Linked DNA regions of Anser cygnoides: region 1 is linked to region 2. Evidence: chromatin contacts called from public Hi-C data. All regions are on one chromosome and are shown on one strand. Each heading gives the region's core, a stretch centred on a gene start, on an enhancer-like site or on the middle of the called end of the contact. The rest is flanking DNA. Distances are from core to core; before and after follow the strand shown.

Region 1 (3,869 bases), core at 642-3,141, 170 kb before region 2:
TATTGGAAGCTGTTCTTTCCTGTATTGTTTGGTACTTCTTTGGCTCCCCGCTGATTAATCCAACATATGGTTGCTAAAATTATCTCTCACTGCTGTTTCTCTCCTTTGGCATTGATCCCTTGCTTCCCCATTTTCTGTCTCACCTGGTGACCCCAGCTCAAGCTGAGGGCCTTGGCCCTTGTGATCTTCACAGCGTGGCCTCCTTGGCCCTGGGTTGCCGGAGCAGCGTCCTGATGGCTTCCCGTCTCCTGCCGGCAGACTTGCACCTTCCCTTCAGCTTGACACTGGACAGAGGTGAGGCCAGAAAGGAAACCACCTCAACTTCAGAAGCACATTTGAGTTCAACAGGCACATGCTTAAAGTAAGAGAGCTCATGGTGTTATCCACTCCCTGCTACTTCTCCTGTTCCTTCCTGGCTCACACGTACGGTAAGGAAGGGAAAATATTCAGAGCCCCTCGTGGATGGGAATGTGGACTGAGACTGACGATGTGAATTTGTGGAAAGAGGGATTCTTTTCCCCGTGGTAATGGTGTGCGTCAATATTTTGGTGTTTAAACTTACAGCTTGTGGCTGTTGCACTTGTTGCCACCCGGCTTGGGCACAGCCGAGGGTCAGGTTGCCGAGGGGTGTCACAGCCCTGTGTCCCACGGGGGGGTCACGGAGATACGAGGAGCGGGATGGTGGCAGGAGGCTGGGTGGCGTTACTGCGGCTGTTACCAGCCCAAAGCTGGACAGCACCTGCGGGTGAGCGCTGCCTTCCTTCTGCGAGGCGGGGCCGAACCCTGCCTTGGGTTCGTGCCTGTGGGGCCGTGCCCGGAACGGGGTTTTCCTGTCTGGCAACATTTTTTGGAGATGTCACAAAATTTCTCATTCTGCACGGGACAAAATCGAGCCCGGAGCCAACCCCCCCCCCCCCCCCCCCCCAACACCGTGCCGTGCCAACCCTGCCTTCAGCACCGGCTGCGGAGGGAGGGGGGAGCCTCGGGCTGGCTGCTCTCACCTCACCCCAAAATTTGGGGAGGTGGGGGGAGGGATAAGGGGCGTTTTGGGGGGGCCGCAGCTCATCCCCCCGGCAGGGGGCGGTGTGGGCCGCCGAGCCGGGCTGTGCCGAGCCGGGCGGGGAGGGGAGGGGAGGGGAGGGGAGAGGAAGGGAGGGGAAGGAGCACAGCCGCCCCTCCCCCGCTTCCTCCTCCTCCTCCTCCTCCTCCTCCTCCTCCTCCTCCTCCTCCTCCTCCTCCTCCTCCTCCCTCCCTCGCGCCGGCGGCCCCGCGCCCGGCCGCCAGAGCCAGACTCGCCGCAGACAGGCGGCAGCCAGCGGGGCGGGCAGGGCGGGGGGAGGAGGAGGAGGAGGAGGAGGAGGAGGCGGCGGCGGCGGCGGCGAGGCTGGGGATGAGTTGGAGGCAGCCGCGGAGCCAGCCCCAGCGCGCCGAGGGAGGCTGCCGGGGGCGGCGGGCGCCCCGTCCGCTCGGCGGGGGCCGGGGGAGGTGAGTGCGGGGGGCACCGGGGGGGAGCGGCTGGGGGGGGGCCCGGGGTGGGGGGGGTGGCCCCCGGGGAGCTGATCGAGGCCGGATCGCCGAGATCGCTCCGGGGTTTTGGGGACCCGGGATTTTATGGTCCCGTGCTGCCCCCCCCCCCCGGCAGGGGCCGCGCTCCGGGCAGGCAACTTTGGCAGCAAGGACAAGGAGCGGGGGGGCTGCCGCCTTGGCGCACAAATGACCTATATTTGACAAAGTGACCCCCCCTCCTCCCCCCCCCCTTTTTTTTTTTTAAAGTTTATTAGCAGAAGTGTAGCCCTGCCTGCCGGGTCTGCCCGCAGCCCTCGCGTTGGATGCGTGCATCCCAAACCTCCGAGCCGGGCTCCCCGGCGTGTAGGTGGGTGGCTCTGGGGAGGGGGCGAGCGCACCGCTGTGGGTAGGCTTCGCCGGGGAATAAACAGGAAGCAGGCAAAATGCAAAAGTAACTTTTTTTTTTTTTTTTCTTCACTTGGGGGTGCATATTCTTAAATGAGTGCCCACAGCCGTAAAGGCTTTGCTGGGATCTTCCTCTCCAGAACGGTTCAGACCCTTTTGTGAGTAGCAAGTGATGGCTGTGCGAGAGAGCAGGAGGGATCTGGTGAATAATTTTATATGCCGCTAGAAATAGCGTTTGGTGTCGTAAAAGTTTTATTGATTTAAAGCATGGCTATCTTCCTGTCAGGAAGGAAAACTGAGAGGTTTATCTGTGCTTGCAAGCAGAAAAACTTTTGCATTAAACGTGTGGGGAATGGCAAGGTGCACCACGTAGCACGAAGAGTGTGCAGCGCCTTCCGTCTGAGGCTATAGCTGAGAAGGGAGAGAGTTTTCATCAGTAAGAAAGCCCGAGAGGCAATTACCGGTAGGCACAGACGAGGTAAGAACATAGATGCTGCCTAAGTACAGTAATGTACCTTTCTGGAAGGCGCCTTTGGCTTTTCATCCCTCAGCCCCTGAGTGGTGTTCGTACGGCAAGACTTGTCTTCTGCCTCCCCGCGTCGCTTCTTGGGTGAGGCTTGTAGGAAACGTGCTCCTTGCAACAACCCAGAATCGGTCAAACAACGGGTGGTGCACTGTTGAGTAGAGATGAATAACTGTGCGTGTGGTGCACACGCGTATGGTCCCCCTAATGAGAATATAAATATTAGGGCTTCGTGGCTGTGAGTACCAGGGGAAGGTTTGCTGGGAGGACAGCGCGCTGCTGGGGAGCGCTCTGACCGACCTCCCCACGTCCACGTTCACTGAATAGCGATGGTGCTCTCCCCATCCATGTCTGTGCCGGGGTGGTAGCACCAGGTATTAAGTTACTGCGATACATAAAGCGAGCAGTGTGAGGAGAACTGACATCGGAATGCGTCAAGTATGCGGTTATGTACAGAAGTAAAATTACATCTTCTTATATATTCTGCGTTTGTATCATCTTATTTAATTCTGATTCTTGGGTACGTGAAGACCATTGCTGCATACACATAAAGCACATTGGTATTCGCCGGTAAATTAAGATGCCCGTGCAGGCCTAAATGATGATGAATGCGTAACACAGAATGAGTTAACAATGTGAGACAGTATATTACAGACCATTGGTTTATGTTAATTGAAACATTACAGGCACTAGGCAGCGTTTGGCTGATGAAGCTTGAGTTCAGCCTTCGGTGGAAGCTGCAGGAGTAGAAGGAAATTGGGATTCAAGACTGAGGCATAGCAGAATTACATTTAGTGAGATGCAAATCATTGAGCAGTAGTCTAACCTAACAGTTTAGAGATAACCTGTCCCTTTGTGATTTTTAAGCAGATAAAATGCTGTTTTTTCTGCGTAGGACCATTAAGGCGAGACCTGAAAAGATGAGTTGTTGTTAGTTTTCTGCTCACTGAAGGTACCGTGTCTGTTTTATTTATTTATTTATTTATTTATTTTGAATGAGAATGAAGTTTCCCCTCTAATTTTCTTGTCCAAACTTTAGTTCTCTTTTTTACAGCTGCCCTGCAGTATTCTCTCTAGCGGCTGCTACCCTACCACCAAGAACTGGTTGCACTTGAGTGATGCTGTCTAAAATCATTGGGAGTACTTTCAGGATATGTAAATCAGAAATAAGTAAATTATTATTAAAAAAAAAAAAAAAGGAAGTGTCTGAGAGATTGTATTGAATTAAATTACTTTTGAGAGAATTGAAGTGCTAAAAAACGCATGCCTGCCCACCAACTCTTGTATTGGTGGAAATGGTTCTTGCATTTAACTTACGAGTGGCCTTGGAAAAGTTTTTTTTTTTTTTTTCTTTTCTTTTTCTTCTGTCTCTGGTTTCTAATAGTTTAAAACCGCTCCTTGCGAATGAATTGCCAGTTAGGGAATACAAATACTT
Region 2 (3,669 bases), core at 880-3,379:
CACCATATTTAATGTATTAGTATTGTATATTTTCTGTGTGCAATAAAAATAATAACAAACATATAATACAGAATATTTATATTTTTAATTATGATAATAGGAATTGTGTGTATATTAAAATAAGCTTTACTGTCTCCTACATCACAGATGAAAATTTCATTGGCAGGTGTATTCTGAACAGTATAAAAGTATCGTAGCCCAACATTTTGACTTCATGAAATGATGGCTAAGTACATAGTAATAATCAGTATATTGGTCATTGCATTTCTTTCTTCTCAGAGGAATTTAAAATGTAGAACAGACTTGTGAATAGCACAGTGTTTCCTCAGGGTGATTAAAGGTTTTATTAATATCTAGCATTTTTAGATGCTACGGCAAAAATGTTATAATTGAACTTTTTCAATAATTTGTGTCTAATTATAAAGAACACTGTGTAAGTGGAATTTGATACTTTTCTGGAAGTTGAGGTTAAGGGTAAGCAGGAAGGAAAACCAGGTAATGAATTTTCTGAGGGGAAGAGCAGATAAGTGGTACATAAATATAACTTCCTCAGACACAGGCGCTGTGTTGGACTACCTGCCCTTATGCTAAAATTAAGCAAAATTTTGGCTATTACTGTGCAAGATCGGAAAAGCATCCCGTTCAGAATTGGCAGCTGTCTTATAATTACATTGTGGTTGTTAAACAGTCTGCTGCACGAAAAAGGTATCGCACTTGGCATCTGTTTGTTGAAGACAGTGTTATTTCATCTAGATTAAAATATAAAATCCCTTATTATTCACAGTGTTTGTGCTGTTCCTACTTGGGTTTCTTTATCTCTTTAGGACACGGGGAATGCTCTGTCTAGTAGATGAGACAAGTCTTTAATGGGTGACTTTAGTTCTGTTCTGCAAGAACTGAGGAAGAATAAAGAACAGACCAAATCATTTTCTATTATTTTTCTGTTCAGAAAAGCAAGAAGACTTCTTGTCTCTGGTTTGAAGTGCAGAGACGAGACTACTGCAGAAAACTTGACTTGCCCAATCCTTAGTCAAACAGCGAAACTGCTTTAAATTATATCCATCTTCAACATGAACTCAGCTAGCAAGACAAAACAATTTGAAGGTAAATTTGGAGTTTCTCTTCAAAGATGGTCTCTGGCATTTATAGAATACGCCTAAGAAAAATGATGGGGTGTCTCCACTTATGGTTAGTTCACGGGATACCTACATTTGCTAAACTATGTGAGAAAAGTACCCAAGCGCATAGCACTGACTTAAGAATGCAAAAAAAGCAACTTCTGCAATCCAGAGGGTTTTTTGTTTTTTTTTTGCCTTGTTTTGTTTTTTCCAGCAAGCATGCTGGCTCTGCTTTAGTTTCCTGCACCTGGCTGTAAAACAATAGACAATACAACTTGGACTCCATAATATAACCTTCCAAAATTTTGAAGGGTGTTATAAATAACTTACTGGTAAGTCAGAACAAGTCTAACATATCCTTGCTGTTATTTTTCCCCAGCATAGGTTGGCAATTTTTGTGCTGTTAGAATTTCAGGCAAAGGAGTAGTTTGAAAGTTGATATTCTGTCTTTGGTTTCATTAAAATGTTGGTTTTAGCAATCATTTATCAAGTTACTTCCTTCTGGATAGAAAAGAGGAGTCTGGCATATGCCTTCTTTCCCCTATTTCCCTCACTTCTTTCAAGTTTCAAAAGATACAGCTTTTAAAGGGTAAGGGTATTTTTCCTTTCAAAGAGGATGGGCACCTGGGGCTTCAGGTCTGGGACACGGCGGGGCAGTGCCCTGCCATGGTTTGTTCCCTGTCGTGGCATCGCTCCAAGCCCAAGCTGCCCTTGGCAGTGAGGGGGAGGTTAAGGATCGTGTTGTGTTCTCCCACAATGTTCATGATGTTATGCAAACAGCTATGTCAAGAATTTATTTATTGATCTAGCTTTTTTAAAGAGGAAATGTTAGGAAAAAAACTGACAACAGAGGGGAAAAACAGCCAGAAAGAAGAATTTTGGGTCCTATGAGATAAGTGTCGAACACTGATTCTTTGCAGAGAGCGCAGGAACACCAGCTGGCAATGCGTTTATTTTTGCTTCAGAATGTATTTGAGAAGTAAACAATTTAATAAACTTTCCATTTTAGTAGTTTTCAAGCCTTTTCTAGAAGGCAGCTATAAATCGTGTGAGAAAGATGTATAATTCTGTCTCTGGTATGCATCAAAGTTTTTATTGGTTAGTGACTTCAGTGCTGTTTTTTTTGTTGTTTGTTGTGTTTTTTGTTTTTTTTTTTTGGTGGGTCTGACAGTAGTATAGACCCCTTAAAACAAACAAAAATAAAGCTTCATATCTCTGAGTAAATCTCAAGTAAGTTTTCGCTCTTTACTATTTGGGATTTAGTGAAGTCTACAACTTTCAGACTGATGTACTGTCATTTGGGAAGTGTCTTTTAGGGCTCCCCAGCACAGGAGAGATGTGGACACACTGGAGAGAGAATCCATTAGTCATGAAGATGATCCTGGATCACCTCTTCTGTGAGGAGAGGCTGAGAGCTCCTCAGCCTGGAGAAGAGGAGGCTCTGGGGGATCTGTAATGTCTGTAAATATCCAAGGGGAAGGTGCAATGAGGATGGAGCCAGGCTCCTTGCAGTGGTGCCCAGTGGCAGGACAAGAGGCAGCGGGCACAGCTCTGAGCACCGGGCCGCACTTGTGTGCTGTGCGGGTGGCCGAGCACTGGCACAGGCTGCCCAGAGAGGCCGTGGGGTCTCCTCATGGAGACCTTCAGAAGCCGCCTGGACGTGGTGCTGGGCACCCTGCTCTGGGTGGCCCTGCTGGGGCAGGGGGCTGGGGCAGGGGGCCTCCAGAGGGACCTGACAGCCTCAGCCGTGCTGGGGTTCTGTGAAGATATGCCATATCTTTAAAGGAATTTTCTTGTACTGATTTTTTCCTCCTTCGTTTTTCATCTTCCTGTCCTGGAGATTTGCCTTATTTGAAGCTGTTGATTGCAAGCCAGTCTAAACCTTTAGTCTAGACAGATAAAGCTGCTGTTTGCAGCTTACCTTACTTGAAATCGTGGCAATTCCGCAGGTGCACAGAACTAGTTCTTAATAGATTTATTTTCCCTTCCCTTGTAGTTTGTGCCTGATTTTCCTATGCAGAGTGTCCACTGATCACTGAAATTGGTGAATCATCCTGTTTGTGCAGCATAACATCCAAGGCTGTGTCCATGCTGATGCAGTTATGATTGGTCAGATACCCACACTAACTTTCTGGGTGTCAGAAACACGATTGTATTAGTCTAGGAAAATTTCATGCTAATAAGGATAGGTAAATCCAAGTTAATTCAGTGCTCATACATGTTACTACACTGTCCTGTGTAAGCCAACCCTAAAGCTGTTGTTCCGGAGCCTAGCTATCGCCCTCATTTAATTTTGTCAGAAAGTTCTGACCCCCAGGATGGATAGGATATATCTGAGCAATTTTGCTGTTCCTGAACTGAAATAGAAAAAACAAGAATGTTTGTCCTGATAAACCATACCTCGGTTGGCCCTAAGGATGGTTTCCCTAAAGTGAACCTGAATTCTTGTTATTTAAGAAAAAAATCATTTTAATGGAAATTGGAAGGAGTTTTCATTTTGCTCCAGCAGAGTTCTTAATTTTACCGGCAAAAATAGGAGTAATTTCTCATC

Evidence for each region. A called contact is a pair of places that touch in the nucleus more often than the background predicts.
Region 1: a Hi-C map of liver shows a contact between it and region 2, with 1.9 times the contacts expected there. The contact joins two enhancer-like sites. A contact is called at or near these places in 2 of 7 Hi-C or Micro-C datasets (both in liver).

The regions. Positions count from the first base shown.
Region 1 is chr2:107,563,238-107,567,106 of Taihu_goose_T2T_genome, reverse strand. No RefSeq gene overlaps it. Among named protein-coding and RNA genes, the nearest start is that of LDLRAD4, 45 kb to the right of the region's middle. Within about 2 kb of position 1,891, at least 1 of the 3 cell types and tissues checked has open chromatin away from gene starts, as enhancers often do. A contact at or near this core is called in liver, where this site is marked.
Region 2 is chr2:107,396,396-107,400,064 of Taihu_goose_T2T_genome, reverse strand. The region is part of intron 3 of LDLRAD4 (low density lipoprotein receptor class A domain containing 4); the gene reads left to right. LOC136790163 (a long non-coding RNA gene) reads left to right here. Exons shown (of 2, transcript XR_010829602.1): 1 at 1-3,669. Among named protein-coding and RNA genes, the nearest start is that of LDLRAD4, 120 kb to the left of the region's middle. Within about 2 kb of position 2,129, at least 2 of the 3 cell types and tissues checked have open chromatin away from gene starts, as enhancers often do. A contact at or near this core is called in liver, where this site is marked.